2 separate regions of the Gossypium hirsutum genome follow, and region 1 is linked to region 2. Evidence: chromatin contacts called from public Hi-C data. All regions are on one chromosome and are shown on one strand. The core of a region is the stretch at or near the end of the contact, and the rest is flanking DNA. Distances in the headings are between cores, read along the strand shown.

What was found. Hi-C and Micro-C count contacts between places; a contact is called where the count stands out from the background.
Region 1: a Hi-C map of leaf shows a contact between it and region 2, with 4 times the contacts expected there. The contact joins the promoter of LOC107886121 here to the promoter of LOC107886118 in region 2. A contact is called at or near these places in 16 of 34 Hi-C or Micro-C datasets (anther, callus, hypocotyl and 2 more).

The regions. Positions count from the first base shown.
Region 1 is chrA03:17,287,552-17,294,352 of Gossypium_hirsutum_v2.1, forward strand. It overlaps LOC107886121 (ATPase 11, plasma membrane-type), which reads left to right and starts at 2,393. Exons shown (of 21, transcript XM_016809957.2): 1 at 2,393-2,630; 2 at 2,722-2,824; 3 at 2,947-3,066; 4 at 3,151-3,249; 5 at 3,346-3,483; 6 at 3,606-3,740; 7 at 3,837-4,223; 8 at 4,310-4,429; 9 at 4,525-4,644; 10 at 4,748-4,870; 11 at 4,974-5,078; 12 at 5,207-5,351; 13 at 5,584-5,748; 14 at 5,854-6,092; 3 more. The coding sequence starts at 2,771.
Region 2 is chrA03:17,152,168-17,159,503 of Gossypium_hirsutum_v2.1, forward strand. LOC107886118 (dnaJ homolog subfamily B member 4) reads left to right here and starts at 4,106. Exons shown (of 2, transcript XM_041096571.1): 1 at 4,106-4,955; 2 at 7,043-7,336. The coding sequence starts at 4,336.

The DNA.
Region 1 (6,801 bases), core at 1,143-3,642, 130 kb after region 2:
AATCTCGATGAAAATTAGACGCAATGTGCCGTATGCAGTAATCAGATCTCCATGGCACACCGGAACGCCTAATGGCAGTAATTAATCCTTTCCCTCTATCGGAGATGATGCAAATACTATCATTACTAACAACAAACCTCCGCAGGTTTGTAAGGAAGAATTCCCATGACTCCATATTCTCTTTATCTACGATGGCAAACGCAATCGGGAGCACGTTATTGTTCCCGTCCTGAGCAATCGCAAGAAGTAAAATCTGTGTATATTTACCGTATAGCCATGTCCCATCTACTTGCACAAACGGCTTGCAGTGGGGAAATGCACATACACATGGATCAAACGTCCAGAACATCCGTTGGAAAATTCTTTTTCTCGGTTGTAGTTGCTCATCCGGGCCATAATAAGGTCGTGTCTGCAACTCAATGGCAGTCCCTGGTACGTACTCCCTTATAGCGGCAATCCATCCCTGCAACTTATTATATGATGCATCGAAATCTCCTTACAATTGCTCAATTGCCATCTGTTTAGCTATCCATGCCTTCCGGTATGACATTCGATACTGGAATCGTACCTGTATTTCGGCAATCAGTACCGAAACCTTAATGGTCGGCATGTCTTCAACCATTGGCATGATGCACGTACAGATAGTTTTGGAATCAAGTTTTCGATGATCTTCTGTCATACGTGATGAAGTGCATGTGTGAGGCCTAACAAATTTTCGTATCTCCCACATCTGCGACTTTTGGATAAATGCAGCTCGTATCTGCCAATTGCAGCCTTTCGCTGACTTTCAACACTCTCCAATATATAATGTCGGTTTAGACACGACGACTTTATAGTCTACTGATATATTCATACTATACCGGTTAATGGCAAATACGCACTCTTCCTTATTTTCGAATCTCTGGCCTACGAACAACTCCTCAGGATCTGAATATACTGCCATCCGATGAGCAGATTGTATTTCAGGGTACTTTGGGAACTCGGCTACATGCGCCGCATCGGGGTCTATCCGAGACATGTGTACCCCAGGATTATTATGTATCACAATACGACGAATCTGGTTCCCGACTGAAGACGCATTAACATTTACTTCCTCATTCACGCCTTCATCGTCAATATCATCCGGGACCTCATCCACGTCGGGATTACTTTCACTATCGACTTCATGATCAGAAGGATCACTACTATGGTAAACATCATCACCAACCACAGCAGTCTCGGGTGCAGCATTAAGATCAATGTCAATCCCATGTATAGTTGATTGACTACTAACGTATGATACCGGAACCACCATACACGGTTCTTGAGCTCCATCTTCTTCACCTAATAGAGTTGCATCTTCAGTTTCCTCCACACCAGCTAACTCAGCAAATAACTGAATCGGTGCATTTTGGTTGCTCCAAGTCCCACAATAAAGAGCGACCATTGTCTCCACGTCTTCATCGTCTACAAGTTCCATTTCGGTGAATTTTATGGGATCCGTCGAAACTGGAAACTTGTAGAAAAGTTTCGAGATCCTTCTCTCACAATGTTTATAAATTTTTTCACTAATTTTTTCCTTCATATCATCAAAAGAGATATTTCTATTGAATCTCATTGCTACTTGTTTGCGACATTCAAATATACATCCTATGCTTGTTGTCAAAATTTCTCCATCAAAATAAACGCATACGAAAAACTGATTCTCCATATTCAATACTAGATCTGTTAAAAAAATTTCAAAATTCTCAAAATAGTTTCGAATAGCAAAAAAGTTACATAAAATTTTTAATGCAAAATTTTTTATTCAGAAGCTAACAAAATTATTAATCTAACAAACTTTTAAATAATAAAATTTCTAACAAAATTCTACATCCTATTTAAAAATAAATAAATTAAAATACCTTATCATTCTTCTTACTTTCCTTTCTTTCCTTCTTCTCACTCTCTTCTTACTTCTATTTTGCTGCTAAATTTTTGTATATTCTTCATCTAATTTTCGGGGAATATATAGGGAAAAATTAAGCATATGGGCTCCACCAATTGTGCCTACCAAGAAGGCACAACTAGTCGTGCCTGTCAAACTAGTTGAGCCTGTCAGGTAGGCACAACATATATATATAATAATAATTTTTTAAATAAAAAAATTAATATTAAAAAAATCAAATATGCCTGTCAAATAGACACGACTTAAAAAAATATATCATTTTCGTAATTAATCGCTGACATTCTATTTTAGTGTATAAATTTTTTTTTATAATATTGAGGTAAAAACCTTCTTGATTTAGAAAAGAAAAAGTAGACAGTATAATATAATTCATTTATGGTAGTATAAATTTACAGTCAAGTGGCTTTGGATGTTTTTTCTCAAGTAAAAAATAAAAAAATAAAAAACTAAAGAAAAAGGAAAAACAACTAATAGAAAATGATAGGACTGTTACTTACTGCAGTACTGGATATAGTATATAAAAATCATGTATAAAAAGTTATCAACAACAACACCGCCACTACTTCTTTAAGCGGTTCTTCTTCTTCTCTGTTTGGTCTTTTTCTTTTTTCCTGGTTTGTTGTAGTTTTGGAGTTGTTGGGTTGTTCTCATTTTGGTTCCTCAACAGTAATCTAAATTCAAGATCAAGCCTTTTGAAAACTGGGTATCATTTTTTTCTTTCAACTTTTCTTTTTCTTTTTTCCTCTTCTTGGTAGTTGTGTAATGTCTTCTTTTCTTTTTCTTATTTTTTGCAGCGAGGTAAAGTTCATCTTTTTGGGAGTCTTGAGTTAAGAGCAAGAGAAAATGGGGGATAAAAATGAAGTCTTGGAGGCTGTATTGAAGGAAACTGTGGATTTGGTAAATAGATCTGACCAAACTTTGATGGATTTTGCTTGAGAAATTATGATATGTTTCATGTTCACTAGTGTTTTTTTCTTTTTGGTTCATATTATGAATTATTGTCTGTTTTTTTTTAACAGGAAAATATACCCATTGAAGAAGTTTTTGAGAATCTGAGATGTAGCAGAGAAGGTCTCACTACTGAGGCTGCTGAAGAAAGGCTGACCATTTTTGGACACAACAAGCTTGAAGAGAAAAAGGTACTGTCTTTATCTTTACAATTCCTTTAACTTTTCTATGCCTTCTGTTTTCTGAGTTCTGATTTAGGCCTCTTTACCATCCAGGAGAGCAAATTCTTGAAGTTTTTGGGCTTTATGTGGAATCCTCTCTCATGGGTTATGGAAGCTGCTGCTATCATGGCCATTGCTCTTGCAAATGGAGGAGTGAGTGCTTCTTTTAATTAGTCCTATATCAAAATTAGTTCCAAGATCTTTTTGTTTCAGGGTTCTTATTGATGATTTATCTTCTATCTATTGCAGGGAAAGCCACCAGATTGGCAAGACTTTGTTGGTATCATAACTCTGCTTGTCATCAACTCCACCATCAGTTTTATCGAGGAAAATAATGCTGGTAATGCTGCCGCCGCATTAATGGCTCGTCTTGCCCCTAAAGCAAAGGTATTGTTCGAGTTTCTTGTTAGGAGCTTTGTGTATCTGCTTTATGCTATAGGCTGCAGTTTTCTTATGATTTTTTTCGAGTTCTTTGTCGTTGTTAATCGTTAATGAAATCTTAATTAAAGGTTCTTCGAGATGGAAGGTGGAACGAGCAAGATGCTGCTATTTTGGTTCCCGGAGACATAATAAGTATCAAACTAGGTGATATTATTCCTGCTGATGCCCGATTACTTGAGGGTGATCCGCTTAAAATTGATCAGGTAGGTTTTAATATAACTGTTGCTTTGCTTACCATCTTAATATTGATTTATTGAAATCTTAGTTGTTTTTACTGACTGCAATTTTGGTATTTGCAGTCTGCACTAACGGGAGAGTCCCTTCCTGTAACTAAAGGACCTGGTGATGGGATTTACTCTGGTTCTACTTGCAAACAAGGAGAGATCGAAGCTGTGGTTATTGCCACCGGTGTCCATACTTTCTTCGGGAAGGCGGCTCACCTTGTTGATACCACTAACCAAGTTGGTCATTTCCAGAAGGTCTTGACAGCAATAGGGAACTTCTGCATATGTTCTATTGCAGTTGGGATGGTAATAGAGATAATTGTGATGTATCCAATTCAAGACCGGGATTACCGTCCTGGAATTGACAATCTTCTTGTCCTTCTCATTGGTGGGATCCCGATTGCCATGCCTACAGTTTTGTCAGTTACAATGGCTATCGGTTCTCATAGGCTATCCCAGCAGGTTGGTTGGATTTGTTTGAATATTTTTAATCGACCTTGGTGCAAGGTATTTGGTATCCATTGAAGTTTTGTTTATTATTGCTACAGGGGGCAATCACAAAGAGAATGACTGCAATTGAGGAAATGGCGGGCATGGATGTTCTTTGTAGTGATAAGACTGGAACACTGACACTGAACAAACTTACAGTTGACAAAAATCTTATTGAGGTCTGCTGGTTATCTATGTTATCTGATTGTAACCGCATGTTTTCTCCGCAGAAGGCAATTCATTGTTTGTAATTGTGTCTGTGTTGATGTATCAGGTGTTTGCCAAAGGAGTAGATGCAGACACTGTAGTTCTGATGGCGGCCCGAGCCTCTAGAACAGAGAACCAAGATGCTATAGATTCTGCAATTGTTGGTATGCTGGCTGATCCAAAGGAGGTAATTGTTCTAATCCCGTGATGTTCTTACCTATCAGGTTTATTATTTTTTCCACTATATTTTCTTGCAGAGTATTTTTATCTTCTTCTTTTGGTTCTTACAGGCACGTGCAGGCATTCGGGAAGTACACTTCCTTCCATTCAATCCTACTGATAAGAGAACAGCTCTAACCTATATTGACAGTGATGGCAAAATGCACAGAGTTAGTAAAGGTGCACCTGAGCAGGTAGCTTGTTCTTCCCTCCTTTATTCCTGAATTTGATCCCTCTTTTTCTTTTTTTAATTTTTTTTATATCACCCTAAACCCTTGCTTTTGAAATGCTTTCTAGATCTTACATCTTGCACACAATAAGACAGACATTGAGAGAAGAGTTCATGCAGTCATTGATAAGTTTGCTGAACGAGGTTTACGATCTCTTGCAGTGGCATACCAGGTAACTTTTGTTGTTTGTTTTCATTACTCTAGCATTATGTGCCTACTGCTATCTGCTGTCTTATCTTTCTGTCTTTTGTAATCAAATCATAACTAACCAAAATGTGTCACTTTTTTCATTAACTGCAGGAAGTTCCAGACGGAAGAAAGGAGAGTCCTGGTGGTCCATGGCAGTTCATTGGTCTCATGCCTCTCTTTGATCCCCCTCGTCATGATAGTGCCGAGACAATTAGGAGAGCTTTGAACCTTGGAGTAAATGTCAAAATGATTACAGGTGGGTTTCTTTTGCAGCTGAATGTGGTTATTGACTTTTCTGGTAGAGGAAACGGAGCAATGAAAAAAGCTTCTGAGGACATATATAGTTTGTCATATATCTTGGATGGTGGGATGGACTTTGATTTCGTGCAATGAAGCGTTGATTCCTTGGATGTGATACTATTATATATAGTTTTCAAGTATGTTGGCATTGTATTAATTCCAGTTTATGAATGGCAAACTTCTCTCAGGAGATCAACTGGCAATTGGAAAGGAGACTGGGCGCCGTTTGGGCATGGGAACCAACATGTATCCTTCGTCTGCTTTGTTAGGACAGGACAAGGATGAATCTATAGCTGCTTTGCCAGTTGATGAACTAATTGAGAAAGCGGATGGCTTTGCTGGTGTTTTCCCTGGTAATTATCGTTTGAGATTAGATTTTTGTTTGATTACATCATAAATTGTCTTGTTTTTGGTTTTCTTTTGGTTTCTTCAATTTTCACTGAATTGTGTTGCTGCAGAGCACAAATACGAAATTGTGAAACGCTTGCAAGCCAGGAAACATATCTGTGGCATGACTGGCGATGGAGTTAATGATGCTCCTGCTCTTAAGAAAGCTGACATCGGGATAGCTGTGGCTGATGCAACTGATGCAGCACGTAGTGCTTCTGACATTGTCCTTACTGAACCTGGACTTAGTGTCATCATCAGTGCTGTCTTGACCAGTCGTGCCATTTTCCAAAGGATGAAAAATTACACTGTATGCTCTCAGTGACTCTGATGTGTGGTTCATTTACTCGGTTCGATTTTGGAAATGCTGTTGAGAATAAATTTTTTCTGTAGTCTGCCATTCCTTTATTGGCAGGATGTGGTTACTTCTTCTGAGTGTGCTTATTTTTGTCTTTTTTGTGGGCAGATTTATGCAGTTTCCATCACGATCCGTATTGTGGTAAGTGGAAGCTTTTTTTCTTCTAACTGTTTCGCCTCTCCCATCCCTTGTTTGTCTCTTTGAGCTTTAGGATGTTGAGATGGATATTATCAAATCTCTAAATTTATTATGCTTACCTTTTATCACAGTTGGGATTCATGCTGTTGGCCCTCATCTGGAAATTCGACTTTCCACCATTCATGGTGCTTATTATTGCTATCCTCAATGATGGTTTGTTCTCCATTCCAACCAAAACTTTTTTTTTCTCTTTTGTGTACCAAATCTTACTGGATATGTAAAACACCTTGACAAGTTTAAAACTTAACAAAGCATCAACTTTTCATCTTAGCTCTCCTAGGAACATGTATTGATTCCTCCATTTGGCCATTTGTGCTCCCTTGGGTCTATTGAACTTTTTTTTTTCACAAATGTTAATGTCGGTTGCTGTTGCTGCTGGTATGAGTTTACCGTGACTACTGTTGTCAACTGAATAGTTTCATCAAATTTTAGGTACCATTATGACGATATCCAAAGATAGGGT
Region 2 (7,336 bases), core at 2,856-5,355:
CTCGAACCATGAATTGCTTTAAGTGTTGTCTCAAACAACACGAACCAAAATACACAGAATGAAAACTTTTATTAACTTTTCAGTAAGAAAGTTTCTCTCTATAACCAAAAATTATGTGTGTTTCCTAAGAAATAGAATTTATTCTCTAAAATAAATTACCACTATTTTCTAACAGAATAACAACACTCAATAATGTGTGTAAATAGTTTAATACATAGTTCCTATTTATAGAGAAACAGTACAAGAGTTTTGTTTGAATAAGGTCTAATTAAATAATAATATTTTAATAGAACACAACTTCTACTCTAAGTAAAAGTCAAAGGGGCGACGTCAAGCCCTAGATAATACTAGGGTTTTCCGCCCCTTACATGTAACAAGGTCTAATTGGAACTTTCATGTATGAGGTACAATTATATGTGTTATCCAGACTTTTGTCCAACACTTATAATTTATCCAACCCAATAACTATTTTCTATTTTACAAAATATTATTATTTTTTGAATTAAAAAATATTATTTATGTAATCAATTAATTTAATTAATGAAATTAACTAAATTATTTTCTATATCCAATTTTAATTCCATTAAAGTCATCGCAGCTTTACCATACTAGAATCTATTAGGAAATATATTTAATTTCTCATTCAACAATCCATGATAATTAATTAATTTAATTCTTACTTTGAACTTTATCATGTTTTTTTTTTACTTTATCATTTTCATTCATTCCATATTATTGGTTCTACATGCAATTCATTTCTGGTTATTTAAAGCTAATGAAGGGATTGATTGTGTTGGATCATCGGTATGCCCTTTAGCATAGCATAAAAAAACTATTTTAGCGGCCACAAGCCATGAATATACCTTTAACAATATGAAAACAACACTGGTACGAACGTGATTCCTCTACCTATGTCGAAATCTCAGTTGTAACACAAAAATCCTGGCCTATATGTGATTCACCTGGAAGTGCACGATCAAAAAAAAATCTCAAAACCATTCTAGAAAGAAAACTAAACTATTTTTGTTGCTAGTCAACGACAATATCAAGTAACCTAAAATAAATATTAGGCTTCCTTTTATTTGAAAACTACTTTAAATGGTCATTAACCATTAAGAGAAAAAAATTGGATATAGTCTTTAAATGTGATTCTCTCTTTTACTTATAGAAATATCAATTTAATTTAAATCCTAGCCTAATCCCCTTAACCAAATCTTATTAAATACAATATTTAATAAATTCAAAAAGGTAGATTTATATATTTTCACATTATTTTAATTGAATCCTCTTTATATATGTGCATCAAGTATGTCCATATATTATGATTAATTTTAATGTTATCAAATTAAATTAATTATTAGAACATTTCTATAATCAATTTAACTTTTATGACATGTTAAACATAATTTGAACTTTTATCACATTTTGTTCATCCCAACCAAAGGGTGTGACCCAATAAGATCATGTAAAGTTAGCAGTAACATTAAAAAAATTCTCATGTTACAAACATTGAGCGACATCTAGCAATGCATCACTGCTACCCAAGTCGCAGGAAGTCATGATTCGACATAGCCTTCTGTGATAATATTATTATGTAGTTTATCCATGTATCATTTATATCTAGATTGAACACAAGTCATGGAATAGTCACACTTGTATAGTTCAATCTATTATTCATTGATTCTCAAGTAGACTAAGATAAACAAATAAGTGTGATATCTCATATCAATTAATTTGAGCATTATTATGCATTTCTAGTCTCACTCAATCAAGAGGCCTAAAATATTTCTCTCATTATATAGGAAGGACAAATCCTATCTTGATCACTCACATCCTACCACACAGAGTGTGGCACACCCAATATCAGTCTTTATAGTATAATTTTTTACGAAAGGCATTTAACTGTGTCACAGCATACGACTTACAATGTTGGAACAATGATGATCTCAAGTTTAAGGATCATACATGCAATTATTACCATGAGAAATATTGTGACTATTACATAATAATCCAAGAAACATTCTCATGGTGAGTCAGTCCAGTATATTGTTCTCTAATATATACTTATGTGTTGATTTGGTATCATATATTTATAACAACATTTGTCATCAATCAAACACATATTAATTTCAATGTATTAATATTGTCTAAGCTTACAATAATTTTTTATTAAGGACATTTAAAAATGAGCATATCATTCTTTGGACATTATCATTGTACAATTTATCTAAACATAAAAATAAATATTGAAAATAATGACAATATCTTTTATTGATAAACTAGGTAAAAGTAGGTTATTACAATCATCATATGACTAATGTTTAGGCATACTTCAACAGATTGAACATATATAATTAGAGCTCAAATAATTTGTAATTAAGTTTCGACTTTTCGCTTATTAATTACAACATTATTTAGTTATGAAGTCATTTCACTAAAGTATCATGACTAAGCTCTCTCTTATTATATATCATTACAAAAGTCACTCATTGAGTGCTTGTCCAATAACCTTGTCATAAATGTGTTACCTTTATAGGATATCCTTAATATCTTTAGGATAAGTTCATTCTCCCAATATGATCCTATTTTATCTCATGGTAACCATTACATCTTCCTCAACAAAAACTCAATTATTAACAAATAATAATTAAACCATTTATCTCTAAGTCAAATGACTCGTGGCCACATTATTTTTCATCCGCCATGTAATGTCAATGAGAGGATATCATTTACACTTTATCGAGCCATGAATTCCATTGTTGTGGAATAATGCTACATCATGTAGAAATCTTGTACTCAACGTACCAACTTTTGGTTCATTATCTATTTGAACTCAATTTTTGATTTACATCAAAGTATACGAGTCACACATACATAGTCTATCACCCACTTAGGATTAAGGTATATCACACTATGAACGTTATAAGCGAATAAATTCGTAAATGGATCTAGGATCTATTCTACTTGAGTCATGTATAATGTACTTTATTATAGTCAGTCATATCTATGTCTCTATTTTTCAAGAGACATCTGCTTCTATACCTAAGTTAAGATATCTTCCAATTGGACTTGATAGACAACATATTAGTCTTTTATTCGATTTGCTCAATTTTGATTAGACTAAGAATGTATTTAGATGTATAATGTACTTTATTCCAGTCAGTCATATATATGTCTCTATTTTTCAAGAGACATCTGCTTCAATACCTAAGATAAGATATCTCCCAATTGGACTTGGCAGGCAACATATTAATCTTTCAATTGATTTGTTCAATTTTGATTAGACTAAGAATATATTTAGATTATCTATTAATATAAATTGTATTTCTGTATTACGATCCGATCACGTAATTCCATTTAATATTAGTTAAACGTGAGATAATCAATGAGTAAAATAAAGTATTATAATAAAAATTGATTTCGATTACTGAAGGTTTATGGTTTGTCATAAAATATACTTCATTCCCATGAGTAAGGATCAAACCTTGAAACTCCAAGCTTGTGATTATGGGATGAAGTAAACAACCACCACACCACGCCTCATCGTTATGTATAAAATTGGTGATTTTGATTCAAACTCTAAAAAAATCAATAAAGTTAACCTCCAACATTTACAAAATGTCAAATTATAATTTTTAAAAATGGTTGGTCATAAAATATACTTCATTCCCATGAGTAAGGATCAAACCTTAAACCTCTAATCTTGTGATTATGAGATGAAATAAACAACCACCACACTACACCTCATTATTTTATATAAAATTTGTGATTTTAATTCAAACTCCAAAAAATTCAATAAAGTTAACCTCCAACATTTACAAAATGTCAAGTTATATATATTTTTAAAAATTTATAAAATTTAAGATTTTAATATTTTTGAGCAATTTTTAATTATATGTATTTTTTAGACACAATGTCTAAATTACTTATAGCTCCTCCCACCACATAAATAAAAAGATAATGTATTTCTATATACTTAAATTCACATATTCCTATCTTAGGAATAATATAAATACCAATCAAATTACTAATATTTAAAAAAAAAATCGAATCCGTTTAAACTTTTGCATCTAAATATATCAATTGTTTGCCATATCTTAGAAACGTAGTTAGCAGCACGTTATTCGTATAGGCCCCATACCTTTTTGAAGATATCATCTTGTATTATTATATATTACGAAAAGATTCATTTTTTCTTTTTATTTTTTAACCGTCAGATCTTCTTTTCCCTTCACAGCCTTCCCTTCCATAATTCAGTTTCACATTCTCCGTTTCTTCCTCAATATTTTCTTTCTAGCCAAACAAACAGAAGAAAGAAAAAAAAAACACAGAATCATGGGCGTCGATTATTACAATATTCTGAAAGTGAATCGCCACGCCAACGAAGAGGATCTCAAAAAGGCTTACAGGAGGCTGGCCATGATTTGGCACCCCGACAAGAACCCTTCCTACAAAAGACCCGAAGCCGAAGCCAAATTCAAGCTTCTCTCCGAAGCTTACGATGTTCTATCAGATCCGAAGAAACGACAGATCTACGATCTTTACGGTGAGGAGGCTCTCAAATCCGGACAATTCCCGCCTCCTAACCAATCTCACGCTTCCACGTCGGCGTCTTATCCCCGCGGAGCTGGCCATTACTATAACAATAGTAATAATAATCAGAGGCAGCAGCAACCTAATACGGATTCTTTCAGGTTTAAGCCGAGGGATGCAGATGATATATACGAGGAGCTGTTTGGGGCGGAGGCCAATGGTGGAAGAGGAAATAGAGGGTTTAGAGAAGCGCATTTTAGGAATAGTAATGGTTACGGGACTAGTACCACTACTAGTAATGGAGAATTGAGGAAAGCCGCTGCCGTGGAAAATGTGTTGCATTGTAGCTTGGAAGAGCTTTATAAAGGTGCCAAGAAGAAAATGAGGATTGCGAGGAATGTTTTTGACCCTTCTGTCTCAGGGTAAGCTAAGCTTCTTCTTTTTTTCTTTTTTTTAATTTATAAGTCTTTTAACTTTAATGATGGATAAATTGATTTTTGTCTTTTGATATTATTATTTTTTATTGGGATTTATGCCATTGAAAAGACGAGAACTTTGTTTGTTTGATAGTGAAATGTTTGTTGGAGTACAAAGAACCCTTTTGTTGCTTGATGGCAGGCAATGCTATATTTTTAATTGCTTCTTATAAAGATGCAAATGATATATTCTTACTAGAGTTGACTGTTGAGTTTGAGCTACATTCTATTTGGCATCCAATGCTAGTGGTGTGAGTAATTAAGATACTTTTCCTCCAACTAGTAGTTCGCAATTTGAATAGGATGGATTGTTCTACATGATTGTTTTTTCTTTGGATTAAATTTCTTGTTCTTTTTGGTTTTACCTATGGTCAGAAAGTATTTCGAGTTGTTTGCTATGAATACCGGTCAACTGAAGCACTTTCACTTTTACTTAAATGGTTGACTCGAGGAAGGAAAGGTCATCTTCTGTTTTCTTGATGATCATAAGAAGTACCAAACCATAATTTTGTGGAATGTGAGATTAGCAATAGGCAAGCAGAGACTGTTGATTCTGTTAGCATTCCCTAGTCAGGTATTTCAGGTTGGTTAGAGATCATATGTTCAAACATTGCTACCCTCCTACCGTACAGAATAAGTGAATTCCTGTTAAGGGTGATCAACTATTTGAACATCACAGCTTTGAAGATGCTTTGTGAGGGAATCTAGTGATTTTGAGTCACCTAAATCTCCTCAATAATCTCACTTAAAATTTCTGTAAGGTACTTATCTCTTCTAGACTGTAAGACGCATTAGTAAGGACATTTTGTTCTCTGAAGTAAAGATTCTGGGAGTTGGATAATTCTGTTTCATTTTTTGGCAGGAGAATATTCTGGGATAAGAATTGGTTTATACACCCTGTATCATTCCATCTTTAAAGGCATCACCCCCAGTGGGGAATTCTGTTTATGGATCTTGCTAACATGTCATATTGTTCTTCTGGGTTGGCATAAATAATGGTTTCTGTCTTGGATTTTGTAGTTGTTTTGAGGTGGGATCCTTTTATTTGTTTTGGATGTATGGTTAAGTTTTAAAACAAGATTACCCAAGTCAAAGATGACTGTGTTTACTCCTGAAGTAATCTTTCCAAATGTAAGGACTAAATGTTACTGCAAATCTAATTTTCTAAAGTGCCAAATGATGCTAAGATACTCCTCGCTCTTATGAGTTATGAACCAAATATGAGTAACTCCTCCACCTCCAGGTCTTTTCCTTCTCAGAAGCTCCACAAAAAATGTGATTATCTACTTACATTGAGACAATATCTGGTCATGTTGCCGACAGGCTACTGTCTCTTGTGTATTCCCTTCTGAAATCTTGGGCTTTGAGCAAGAAAACATTTTCCCAACTTGGACATTAAACTCCATTCCAGTGAGTTGTAATTTGGTCATTTTAACTAACGCCCTTCCACATATCGTAGAGGTTGATTAGGATCAGTATTATTGTAGATTCGATGCTTCTGTATAGCACATAACAACTTAAGCTGTAACAGTTGAGGAAAAAAAAATGGAAAAGAGAATATAAAGCCCAAAAATGTTGCATTAGATCAACATTATAATTAAGATGAGTAAGAGCTTTGTCTTTAGTTTTACTTTTCCTCTTTAGGTGGATGCATGGTTTATGCCTATGAGAAATGTCTAGTACCTATCTTTCCTTTTTCACTACGGACCTAAGTGATATTCATATCCTTGATATTCCTTTGTGGCCTACTACACCAACATTTGCAGGGAAACAGTAGCTCCTCTTTTAGTGTATGCCATTAGAACATATCTGTTATTTGTGGCTATCTATGTGATTTTAAAAATCATCTAGAGAAGTAGAACAGAAAAACAATCATGAACTTTTTGTAGCATTCTCATGTTTGATAGATGATGCTAAGTCTGGCATTGCATTAGTTGGTTTCTATTCAATTTTGTTAATGGTCTTTGTGGTGTTATTTTCATGATTCCTTCTCTCTGTTACTTTGACCTGACAGCTAGGCTACTTTCGTGCAGTAAGTTTAGGACTCTGGAGGAGATATTGACCATTGAAATAAAACCTGGTTGGAAGAGGGGCACAAAGATCACATTCCCTGAGAAGGGTAATGAGGAGCCCGGTGTAATTCCTGCTGATGTGATTTTTGTGATAGAGGAGAAGCCACATGCTACTTATAAGAGGGATGGTAACGATTTGGTCGTCAATCAAGAGATTACTCTGCTAGAGGCCCTCACAGGTAGGACTCTTGACCTAACTACCTTGGATGGGAGGAGTCTCATGATACCACTAACTGAGATCGTCAAGCCTGGTGC